Regions from separate parts of the Mus musculus genome. Here region 2 is linked to region 1. Evidence: chromatin contacts called from public Hi-C data. All regions are on one chromosome and are shown on one strand. Each heading gives the region's core, a stretch centred on a gene start, on an enhancer-like site or on the middle of the called end of the contact. The rest is flanking DNA. Distances are from core to core; before and after follow the strand shown.

The links. Hi-C and Micro-C count contacts between places; a contact is called where the count stands out from the background.
Region 2: a Hi-C map of embryonic fibroblasts shows a contact between it and region 1, with 2.7 times the contacts expected there. The contact joins two enhancer-like sites. A contact is called at or near these places in 12 of 39 promoter capture datasets (the 3T3-L1 cell line, 3T3-L1-derived adipocytes, cranial neural crest and 8 more), 1 of 15 datasets of contacts at CTCF or cohesin (the NIH/3T3 cell line) and 3 of 484 Hi-C or Micro-C datasets (all in embryonic fibroblasts).

What each region holds. Positions count from the first base shown.
Region 1 is chr12:15,829,398-15,835,707 of GRCm38.p6, forward strand. It overlaps Gm5432 (a long non-coding RNA gene), which reads left to right. Exons shown (of 3, transcript XR_001780551.2): 2 at 3,248-3,640. Among named protein-coding and RNA genes, the nearest start is that of Gm5432, 16 kb to the left of the region's middle. Within about 2 kb of position 3,449, at least 46 of the 459 cell types and tissues checked have an H3K27ac peak or open chromatin away from gene starts, as enhancers often do. A contact at or near this core is called in the NIH/3T3 cell line and embryonic fibroblasts, where this site is marked.
Region 2 is chr12:16,357,731-16,363,670 of GRCm38.p6, forward strand. No RefSeq gene overlaps it. Among named protein-coding and RNA genes, the nearest start is that of Gm36372, 130 kb to the left of the region's middle. Within about 2 kb of position 1,276, at least 21 of the 459 cell types and tissues checked have an H3K27ac peak or open chromatin away from gene starts, as enhancers often do. A contact at or near this core is called in the NIH/3T3 cell line and embryonic fibroblasts, where this site is marked.

The DNA of each region.
Region 1 (6,310 bases), core at 2,199-4,698:
ACAAGAGAGTGGAGCCTACAAAACTCAAGGTAATGTAACAGAGCTGGTGTGTGTGTGGGGGGGGGGAGGGAGAGAGGGAGAGAGAGAGAGAGAGAGAGAGAGAGAGAGAGAGAGAGAGAGAGAGAGAGAGAGAGAGAGAGAGAGAAGTTTCTTCATCTGAGATACTTAGCTTTTTTTTCTTTCTAGCATATTCTTTCTTGAAGAAAGAATAAAAATAATAATAATTCTTACATGCAGGAAGTGACAGAACATAGAGACAGACTTTGACAAGTTAAAGGTGGAAAGGGAGCCACAAACACTTGAAGCCACTGTAGCCAAAAGGTTTAGAATTAAGTCTTAGATCTTAGAAAGGTCTGACCCCTCTGGAATCTGGCTTGTGTGAAACTTCTTAGACTAGTTGAAAACACAGTGCAGAAGAAATGTGACTGACTCTACGTTTTACTTCGGAGGTCTGGATGGAGCTATTGAATGCTCAACCAATGAGCCTGATAAAGGAAGTACAGGGAAGGGTCAGAGTGCTCCAGGATAGCCCAGTCTTCAGTCAATCGTGACAAGACTTGAGGTGTGTGAATGAAGCCATTTCACTCCTTCCAGACAAGGTTTCAATCCACAAAATATCTCTGTGGTGTTATCTGCCCCTCGACATCAGAAGATGAAGGAATGGACAAGGTTCCTGCTCAACAAAGATAACTGAGGTATCAATAATGCAATATCAATAATCAAGATTCTCTAGAAGAGAAGTGCTAGAATGAGCATGTACCTTTTCATTTTTTTTTTTTTTTTTTTTTGGTTTTACAAGACAGGGTTTCTCTGTGTAGCCCTGGCTGTCCTGGAACTCACTCAGTAGACCAGGCTGGCCTCGAGCTCAGAGCTCCGCCTGCCTCTGCCTCCCGAGTGCTGGGATTAAAGGCATGTGCCACCACGCCTGGCTAATGAGCACGTTTCTTAACAGGGGATTTGTTAGGTCACTGACATATATGAAATGGTCGAGGTAGTTCAACAATAGCTGACTGATGCTGAAGAGGCTAAGCAGTGCGTCATTGTTTGGCCAATGAACCTGTGTATCTCAGCAATCCTAATCTGGCACTGGAGGCTTGGAACAAAGCAGGGAAAAAAGCTGCATTCCCTTTTCCCATATCCTCATACGGGGCTCCCACCACTAGGCACTGCTGCATTTAAGGTGAGTCTCTGGACTTCAAATCCTCTGATCAAGAGGGCTTCCATTGTAGCACCAAGCAGCTGGTGCTCTAGCTGACCCTTAAGACTAACATCACATCTTCTTACACAGAGTTCCTCCAAGAAGGGCTATGCAGAAGAGATTTTAAGTCTTACAGGAGTCTAGGATAAGATCATGTTTGTCAAACACAGGCTAACATTTCCAGTACCTTTAGATGATGACTCTCTCATTGTAGGAGGTGAAACTGTCTTTTTCACAGATCAGGATCTTCCTGGGAATGAGGGTCATGTTTTAGTCTTCTCTGCTCTGCGTGGCAGTGGCCTCCAGTGTTGGACTAGCCATGTGCACACTGAGACTGCCAACTCTAATGCCTCATCAGGTTACATTTCACTCAGTCCTCAGGAGCACTGTGGCCACTCCCAGTGAGTCCTTCTCACTGACATCAGTCTTCATGCTCACTGAGAGTATGTTCACTGAGCTCACTGCACTCCGTCACCTGGAAAGACGTGGGTTACATGATACTTAAGTCCCTTCCATCTCAGTCACTTAGGTTTCTGAGGAAGGGTCTGGCCAGTTCTTCACTCAATGAGCGTTATAGTGTAGCTATCCCCCTTTCTCCCCAAGACTGAAGACAGTGGCTTCTTTTTCCTAGGTATGAATGCTGAAAAATCCAGATGAAGTACAGTGGTTTTCTTCCCTGCAAGTTCTAACCAGCTCAGTTTTGCCCAGCTAACAATTTTCCCACTGAGATGGGTACAGTGGTTTTCAAAAGAGTGGGGTGAGATGAGTTGCTGCTGCTGTAGAATAGAATTCCTTAAAACCTTCCTTGATATTCATAAAATAATGCTTTAGCTTAGTAATGCTATCCCATATTCCTTGATTGCTATAAAGATAGCCTATTCCCTGCAACTCTATGTCACTACATTCTATTCTCCAATAAGAAAGGATCAAGTTCTTGACTGGAATAAATAACATTTTTTCCTCCCTAATTATGTTTGATCATTCACACTTCATTTTGGGCATCTTCAGGGACTCTCCTGTAGAGCTGCTATTCTTTGTGAGATAGTCTACTCAGCATATGGCTCTACCAGAGTCACATCACACTTGATTGCAACAATCTCAGCATCTTTCAGTTGTCAACTTGTATGTTTACTGAATGGGATGATAACTATGTGTGTGTGTGTGTGTGTGTGTGTGTGTGTGTGTGTGTGTGTGTGTTTGTGTGTGTGTGTGAATGTACGTGTCCCAGACAGTCCCTACATCTTCTACAACAAGGATTTAGCCTGCAACATTATGTTTTAACAATTTTTTCATTATCTTTGTTGAATGACAAACTTGAGGCTCCAGGAGGAAAGTGGTCACCCAGTCCCCACAGGACACCTTCCCCCAACAGAGACTGGATAAGGCTTTTGTTTTCCTGGGATTATAAGGGATTCTCTCTAGTAGGAAGGAGAGAGCTTCAGGACTCCTCTCCTTGTGGCTACAAGTTCTTTGTTTTTCAGAATCAGGGAAATGCCCCAGGATTCCTTGCTCTGTTACCCTGGGAGACTATTGCTCAATCCTAGCAGCTGCTCTGGAGGAAAAGAAAAAGCAGACATTCTGAATGTATCATATGTACAGTGCAATGTTGAACTGAAGATTGCTAATGAGTATCGTATGTATAGTGCAGTGTTGAACTGAAGATTGCTAATGAGCAAGAACTCTTTTATTGTGCAGTCTACTTCCAGTGAGGTCTAGTTCTTAATTTTCAGTGGGCGTAGCAGGAAGTACTACTGTTTTTTTTTTTTTTTTTTTTTTTTTTTTTTTTTTTTAGTAAAACATATATATTACTAATACTGTTGCTATATAAAACAATATTTGGCCAAGATGGTTAAGATATGATTCATTCCTTGTTCACCAAGTTGCTAAATATTGTGTAGTGAGTGGAGTCACCATATGGCATAGCTGAGCTTCCTTGGGAGGCTGGGTACAATATTATGTTGGGTATAGAATTTGGAATTTCACATGTCTGTGGTGGAATGAATGTGAATGAAGACAACTGACTGCTAATTTCATTAAACCCTCCTGCAGGCTAAGATGCACACGGCAAATGGATATCTTGTCACCCTTGCATCCATCTCTGAGGTTGATTTCTCTCAGAAACTGATGGAGAGTGGGCAGTGCCACACATCTAGCCACAGATGCAATCTTTGAAGAGAAACGTGTGTGGGCAAGCACAGTGGCAGCTGGGAAAGTCTAAATGACTGAAGCCTGTGACTCAGATATCTTAAACTGCCTTAAAATTAATGAAGCTCTGTGGAATGACTCAGTTCATTCATGTCCTCAGCCCGCAGGCTCCAAAGCTTGCAGAAATGGCTGTGGTTCACAGCTCAGGAGAGCTGACTCCATAGAGGAAAGCGGGCCCACAATGGGAGAAGAGGCGCTTTCTGCGGTGCGTGTCTATCATCCTGGCTGGAGACACAGGTGAGCTGGTCCCCGGTCTTCTCAGGAGAGGCGTGCAGAACCCCGACCCCACCCCCAGGCTGACTTCTGATCCTTGTACATTTCAAAAGAGACCTTGAGTATTGAGGTTGTGTCAGTGTTCATATTCTGATTAGCCAGAATCTTACTAAGGACCAGCTTTCCTTCTGAGACTGACTCTCAGTCTGGAACCTAGGCTGGCCTGGATCTCATGTACAGGCAAGGCTGACTGCAAATTTGCAGCAAGCCACCATTCCCAGCTTCAGGTAAAGTTCAAGTATGAGATGCATGCCTCCTAGTCACAGAAAACGAGTAAGGGAAATTAAGATACTTGTAAGACTTGGTTTTCTTCTTGTTTAAGGCTCTTAGGCCCAGCCGGGCATGGTGGCACACGCCTTTAAATTCCAGCACTCGGGAAGCAAGGCCAGCCTGGTCTACAAAGTGAGTTCCAGGACATCCAGGGCTACACAGAGAAACCCTGTCTCGAAAAACCAAAAACAAAAAAAGGATCTTAGGCCCAGTTAGAGAACTGCTGCATCCTTAGGGCTATTTTACCATGCTGAGCATGGCTGTGGTTCATAGTCAACACGGCTGGGTAGGACTGTTGGCTGTTTCTTTCCCTTGGCAGCTTGCATGGCGTTGTCTGGTACCATGAAAACTAGTTTCTAGGGAAAGGCATTTGGCTTAGTTCCAGCTCAGGTAACCCTGGGTCCTACATCTGAAGTGCATGATACCTTCAGCAATAGGGACTTACCTTACACCTCTGAGAGGCAACCAAGGCCAATAACAATAGGCTCTATGTTTTGGGAGTCTCTTAGACGTTCTCACCAACAATGCAAAGGAGGGCTTCACATGCCTGATGTTGAGGTAAAAACGTCATTACATGATCTTTGGGTCTCAGAGGGGTCGTTGTCAATCCAGATAAGGAAATTCCATTTAAATTGTATATGCATATCTATGCACAGAATTCTCAAAATAAATAAATAAATAAAGGAAGTAATAAAAAATAAGACAAACAAAAAAGACACCTGAAGGTCAATAAAAGCAGCAGGCCTTAACCTCACAGTCTAAATGTCAAAAAGAAAACAGGGTCACTGAAGCCCACTGAGGACCAAAATATGAGAGAAATACCCCATGATGAGCCAAAGTCTCAGAGGGAATGAGATAAGTTCAAAAGAAGGCAACAGAAAGAAATCACCAGAATATTATCTTACCTCATGGTGTCTGTCACTCCTTGCTTGAGCCCAGTGGCATGGTCTCCACAGAGGGAGTGAGTCCAGGTCAGCCACCCAGAGGGGTTAGCCTCACATGAAATCAAGGAGAGGAGAAAACAGAAATGTGGAAGAAGACTCTGAAAAGGGTTGAGACAGAAATGACCCGGCATGTGGCTTATCCATTTCTGCGTTAGGGGGGAAGAGGGGCTGTACCCTAGATTTATTCTGATGCAACTGAACAGTGATTCTCCACTGCAGAGGTCCTGTGGGTAAGAGGCAGATTTTCTTAGTTTTTCAGTGCAAGGGAATCTAAAGAGAGATAAATATTGGCTTCATTGGCATCTTCTCGGTGTTTATAAACATCTAGGAATGCATAGGGCAGGATTCAGGGAGATGCTCAGGAACTATATGTTAGATAAGTGACGCCTTTGAGAAAGAACCTGCCGGTGATAAGCTCTACAAATCTCAGGCAAATGCTTGGGCTTTTAAGTTCTCTGAGTCATCTTGAGTCTGGCTGTCACTGTACTCTTGATTTCCTTGCACTAGGAAAAATGAGAGGCGCAACATGAAGTGGTAAATTAATAAACAAGGAAGGGCTCAATATGAGGTTCTCTGCCTGGTGTTGATGTTCAGGAGTTTTATAAGCAGCAGCAGTCAGCAAAGTGAGATGCTTTTTAACATATTCAAACACTCAGGCAACCATTACCTTCTAACAGACAGAGAGAAGAGCCTAGGAATTCTCTTTACAGTCACGCCAAGGATGCCCAGCTCCAATCTTGGCTCTTACTTGACACAAATACTTAACCCAGTCAGCCTCAGATTCCATTTCCAGCCTGTCACAGGATCAGCATAAGGGCCTAATGAGGTAATATATGTCAGGTTGCTAGGAAGAGCCTGATATGGACTAATATTCCCTCCTCTCAGCTCTTTCTCAAAGGGTCATTACGCTTCTCAGAATTGATTTAAACTGCAAGACTAAGGAAGAAAAGAGACATCTCTATTTTTTTGAGCATACTATACTGTTTTTAAAGGCACTTCTTTTATTATGGAGAGACCTCTATACATAATAGAAAGCCCAAGAGATAGTGGTATTTATAGGATACATCAAAATTGTCAATTTTTTAAAATTTGGGAATGGATGCTCCCATGTGTCACTTAAACATGCAAGGAACACATAGTTTCCCACTGCCAATTATCCTTTTCAGCTTTTGTAGCAGATTCTGCTATTGGCATAGCCAGCAGCTGTCCTTCTACCCTTCCATGATGGTCAAATGCAGTTCCCTCCAAAGAGGTTGAAATGCCAATATTTATTTCTCAGAGTCCTATGCAAAAACAAAAACAAACAAACAAACAAAACCAGGATTATATCTATGTTATAATAAGCTGATCGTTGGATTATGGGCAGTATCTTTGAAGGATTTTGAAATAAGACTTCTCTCCCCAACACAAGAAAGATACT
Region 2 (5,940 bases), core at 26-2,525, 530 kb after region 1:
AGAGAGTTAACCCCTGATAATATTAATGATACTTTGCTATGCTTACAGATAGGAGTCTAGCATAACTGTCTCCCCAGAGGCTTCATCCAGCTGTGGATGCAAACAGATGCAGAGACTCTATCAGGTGGAGCTCAGGGAGTGTGGAGGAATGGGAGATAGGATTGAGTGAGCCAGAGGAGTCAAGGACACCACAGGAAGACCTACAAAGTCAAATAACCTGGGCCTATGGGGCTTCACAGAAACTGAATCACCAAGCAAAGAGCATATGTGGCTGGACCTAGCCACCACCCTCACATTTGTAGCAGATGTGCATCTTGGTCTTCATAATGGATTCCCTAGCAATTAGAGCAGGGATTGTCTCTGACTCTGTTCCCTGCCATTAGATTCCCTTCCCCTAGCTGGACTGACTAGTGGGAGAGGATGCACATAGTCCTGCTGCAACTTGATATACCAGAGCAGGTGGATACCCAAGGGGGCTTCCCTTTTTCTGAGAAGGGAAAGGGAGTAATTGGGAAGGAAATTTGTGAGCATGGGACTGGAAGGGGAGGGAGGCCAAAACTGGGATATAAAGTGAATAAATACATAAATGAGTAGGGGGAAAAGAGTATTCTTTAATTTATTTAGTAAATATTTACTGAGGAACTTTCTGCAACAGGCAAAATCTACATTATGGTCTTTAACCCTCCCTCCCCAAATAACAAGCCTGGATATATCAATTCACGTGAGAAGGAAACAGTTTCAAAGAAGTTGAATGAAAGAGAGAGAGAGAGAGAGAGAGAGAGAGAGAGAGAGAGAGAGAGAGAGAAAGGAGGGAGGGAGGGAGGAAGGAAGGAAAGGAAGGGAAAGGAAAGGAAAGGAAAGGAAAGGAAAGGAAAGGAAAGGAAAGGAAAGGAAAGGAAAGGAAAGGAAAGGAAAGGAAAGGAAAGGAAAAGAAAAGAAAAGAAAAGAAAAGAAAAGAAAAGAAAAGAAAAGAAAAGAAAAGAAAAGAAAAGAAAAGAAAGGAGAAAGGAACAAAGGAAGAAAGAAAGCACCAACAGCACTCAGCTAGCACATTCAGCACCATAGTTTAAATCCCTGCCCCTCTGACTCCAAACCTGTACTGACTGCCCTGAATTGATCTTCTTGTGCACACTGCCTTTGTTTTCTCCCTTCCTCTATCCCTTCCACTTTCTGCCTCTTTAAAAACTAATCTGAGGGCATAATATATTCAAACACAGAGGAGAACAAAGGCCCCTTCTTGGAAGGCTAAGGCATGGCATCTTAATTGAAACAAGATAATCCAAACATTTGCTTCACTCAACGTTTACAAATTCCATTTCATTGACTTATATTTTCACAACTGACTGTCATGTCAAAGTTATTTTATTTTCACAGAAGTTAGGAAAATACAAAGAGGGAAAGTTTTAGAACAAAGTGGCTTACAACACAGTTCAACCCTCTCTTCTTGATGTTGTAAGATTTGGGATGTTTCTAAGACACAATACTCAGGCCATTTGACACCATTTCCCATGAGATGCTGGTCCCTGGGCTGGACCCCTCAGATGTCCTGGATTGCTGGGAACTATTACTCTGGTTTCCAAAACCCCATTCCTTTGTCCAGCCATGATATCATCTCCTAGAAGGACCCTTCTTGCAAGATCAGAAAGAAACACCAGCAGGGACTGTCTTCAACATCCAGCCACAGTGCCAGAAAAGGGGCAGAGAACCCCCACTACCAAAGCTAAATTTTTTCCTCATAGATATGATTCCAATTCAAAATAAATGCAGCATTTCAGGGCCCTTTCTACATAGTACAAAGGCAGCATTTTGATAGGGGGATAAAAGTAAAGAGCTGTAGTATACATCCAGCCTAGGGCTCATCATCCTCTGATGTTAGGATGATATGGAGGAAGCCAAGAACTCTGGAATCAATAGAGTGGGCTTCTGCCACAAGCTCCATCCCTTGAACTGAAAATTCCTGTAGTTGAGATTTGTTATTCAAGAACTGGGTATTACTACCTCTATATCTTTTGCTTTAAGGGTTTGGCTATGACTCTTGTGACTTCACACATATGCAACCATCTGAAAGGCTGATTGGAGCTTGTGTTAGTTAGGTTTTTACTGCTGTGAACAGACACCACGACCAAAGCAACTCTTAAAAAGTACATTTAAGCCGGGCAGTGGTGGCGCAGGCCTTTAATCCCAGCACTTAGGAGACAGAGGCAGACGGATTTCTGAGTTCGAGGCCAACCTGGTCTACAGAGTGAGTTCCAGGATAGCCAGGGCTACACAGAGAAACACTGTATTGAAAAACCAAAAAAAAAAAAAAGTACATTCAATTGGGGCTGGCATACAGGTTTAGAAGTTTAGTCAATTATCATCAAGGAAGGAGCATGGTAACATCCAGGCAGGTGTGGTACAGGAGGAGTTGAGAGTTTTACATCTTCATCTAGAGGCTACTAGCAGAATATTGACTTCCAGGCAACTAGAATGAAAGTCTTATAGTCCACAGTGACACACCTATTCCAACAGGGCCAAAACTTCTAATCCTGCCATTCCCTGGGCAGAGCATATACAAACCATCACAGAGCTTCTGGGAAGGCTGCTCCTAAATTGTTGTCTGCAGGTGTGGTAACAGCAAACAAAACCCTCTGAGTCTTTTCCATCCCTTCCAGCTGGAATATACGCAGTCTCACACCTTACCTCCCAAGGGAGGCTGTTCAAGCCACTCTAAGCATAGCCACCCACCAATCCCAAAATACTCATTATCTCCCCTTCACTAAGAACAGGAATGCAACAACCAGGCTCCAGGCATGAGAGTATGGACTCTATATTCTTTACTTTTTTGTTGCTGTGAAAAAAAAAATATCCTGACTTAGGCAGCATAGGGGTTTATTTCAGATTGCAGCTCCAGCGAGGATACAGTCACACATGATTGGAAAGGCATGGTAGCTGGAGCATGAGGCTACCCTGGCAATCAGGAAGCATATTGAATATAGGAAAAAGAGGGGGAAGGAGGAGGAGGAAGGAAGGAGGAGGAATATAACCAGTGACACATTGATATACTTCTTACAGAAAAACTCTCAACTTCTAGAAGTTTTATAATGTTACCAAACAGCACCACCTGTTGGAGACCAAACGTTCAAACACATAAGCCTGTGGAGGACATTCCATAATCAAATCACAGCAGATACCTTTGGGAGGAAACCTTTCTGCCACTGAAATACAAACATCATCCAAGTTTGGGAGCAGTGTAGCAGCTACAGAAAGATGCTTGATTTTACATTGCTTCTGCACCAGCATTTTTCAAAGTTGAGCAGTATATGCAGCTCACTTAGAGGAAAGGAACTCTGTAGACACTCACAAATTTCCCCTCACCCTAGCCTAAGAGGCACTTCACTGTCAGTTTGAGCCTTGGTTCTAATGTGACCAATGACACTAACGGGAACCCATATACCTAGATCCTGTGGAAGGAGTTTTTAAAGACAATCATTATTTCAGAAATATCCTGTTAACATTTTTAACTTACCATCAAATATGAAAGAATTTTCAAAAGTTTTTCAATTTCTTTTTCAAAAAATTCTTATATTCATATATAAGAGTCTCAGGTACCTTCAGCTCCCACATAAGTTGTCTAGTCCCAAAGAGTTAACCTTGGATATATGTACATATGAGCAGTGCTGAATGGACTTAGTAGGTTGTATATACATTGATATACACAGACAGGCATACTCTGTGTGTGTGTGTGTGTGTGTGTGTGTGTGTGTGTGTGTGTGTGTGTGTAAAACAATAATAATTAAAGAAGAAGGGGTCATGAATTTGAAAGAGGGCCAAGAAAAGGGTTTTAGGGAAAATGGAGAGACAAGGAAAATGCAGTGTTAATGTATAAAGTTCTCAAAAATAAAGAGAATTTTGAATGGATACCAGTGTGAAAAAATGCCAGGCCAGTGCTTAACCAGTTTGATCATTTCTATATCTCAGATATTACTTGGCTAGTGGAAAGCACACAAGAAATACTGATAACTGAATAAACAGAGTATATGATAGAAAGTTGAGGGTAGCTAGCATTGGGGGTGATGCTGACAGAAGCCCAAAGGACCACCAGTGTTTATGTGACATAGGCTCTGCACTTTGCTGAGTCATTTGAGAATCCTTATTGTGTGTTTGCCTCTCTTAATGATTATCTCCTAATGTTTTCCTGTGGTTTTCATTAACAAGAAGGAGAGGAAGGCATCGGATCTTTGAAACGGGACCAGAACAATGTCAAGGAAAGGTTGAGAAGAGATGGCACTGGAAACACAATTAAAGCCTTCTGTAAGCATGGCTCTTTTGTCGTCCTGTTCACCTGGAAAGGACTAGGACGCACTATATATAAGGTCAGAAAGAAAGACATGGGGGGTGGGGGTGGCAGAATAGCTGTCTATGAGAAGCAATTCAAACCTCTATGAAGACTGATTGACTGGCATGTGGATAAATCAAAGCTAGGGGCCTGTTTGATTGGAGTGTCTCATTGCCAATGGTACAAAGGGAGGGAGTATTTTGGGGCCCATATTTTATAGGAAACAAATCCCATAAACCTAGCAGCTATGTTCTAGTGTCAATGGTCTCCCTGGAATGAATTCAGTGAAAACAGGCTTTGGTCTCCAGAGGCATTCCTGAGACTTCTATGAAGCAAAGACTTTTCATTCTTGAAATGTAAATACAGGACTTTTCACTTTACTCTTTATAAAAATGATTTGGCCCCCAAAGCTAATCTGTCTATTACAAGGAAAGTTTGCCCCAGGCTAAATGCCAGAGTCATACAACTGAGAACACACCCAACAAATAGGCACTGCTTCCTACTTATGTAAACATTGCTTTCTTTCCAACCTTTGAAAATCTTCAGAATGGGCATGTGTCCATGTGTTTCAAGAGGGTTGTCAACAGGAATAAAGGCATGGTTATTTTTAAATGACAGAAATGCAAGAAATTCCCTTTTTGTAAAGAGACTCATGTTAATATTTGAATTCAAACTAAGAAGTCTCAAGGAAAAACTCTTTGCAAGTTGTTAGTTTCAGGGAAATACAAGACTCTTGCCTGTGTTTCCAGACTCAGTCTTTACAGAAAGCTCAAGAAATGAACCATTCACACAGTTTAACTGGAAGTGCCCAGAAATCGCCCATCATCCCAGCTTAGCCCCATACAGACAGTCATGTCTCATCTCCGGGTCTCAACTTCTCCACCTGTTGGAAGATGATAACCAAAGGGACTCCTCCACCAGTTCTTGGAGAGTTCTTGGTAACATAAGCTAAAGAACTCAAATACCTCCCCTAACCCTGCAAATGTGTCTAATTTCCAAAATAAACAAGTCTCCCTCCTTCCAAAATACACACTTTCTTTGGAAAAATAAATTTCTCATATGAAAGTATGAAAGCCATTCTCTCTTTTAGACCATTTTACTGTGATGGCATTAAGTGTTTCCACCTGGACCTAGCATGGACTTGGCCACTGAATCAAGACACAATTATCAATACTCCAGGTTTAGACAGAGTAAGTGTTTGAAAGACACAAGGCGCTGAGCTATGTGCTTAGTGGCTGAGTCTCCATCTTCAAAGACTCCCAAAAGGAAAAAAGAAAAGCACCTCTTTATTGGCAGTAAGTACTCTTGAAGGTCACACACTTTCAAGGACAAATATTTCCAAGCCCACAGTTAGAAATATTTGCCATCACCAGCACCACCCCCTTCATGCTCTACAAGTGCTCCCATGTCGCTTGGCTAAAATATCCCATCTGTCTCATTAGAACCCCTCCCTTGGTTGTTGCCTTTGTGGAGGCCTCTGCTCCCTATTTTTTTTAAAATGTATCCACCTCTATTTATATTCATTCAATAGTCTCGTCCATGGAGTTAGTGTGCAATTATCACTTTTTATTACTAAGTCAAAATGCCTATGCAAGTCAACTTAAATGGAAGAAAGATTCATT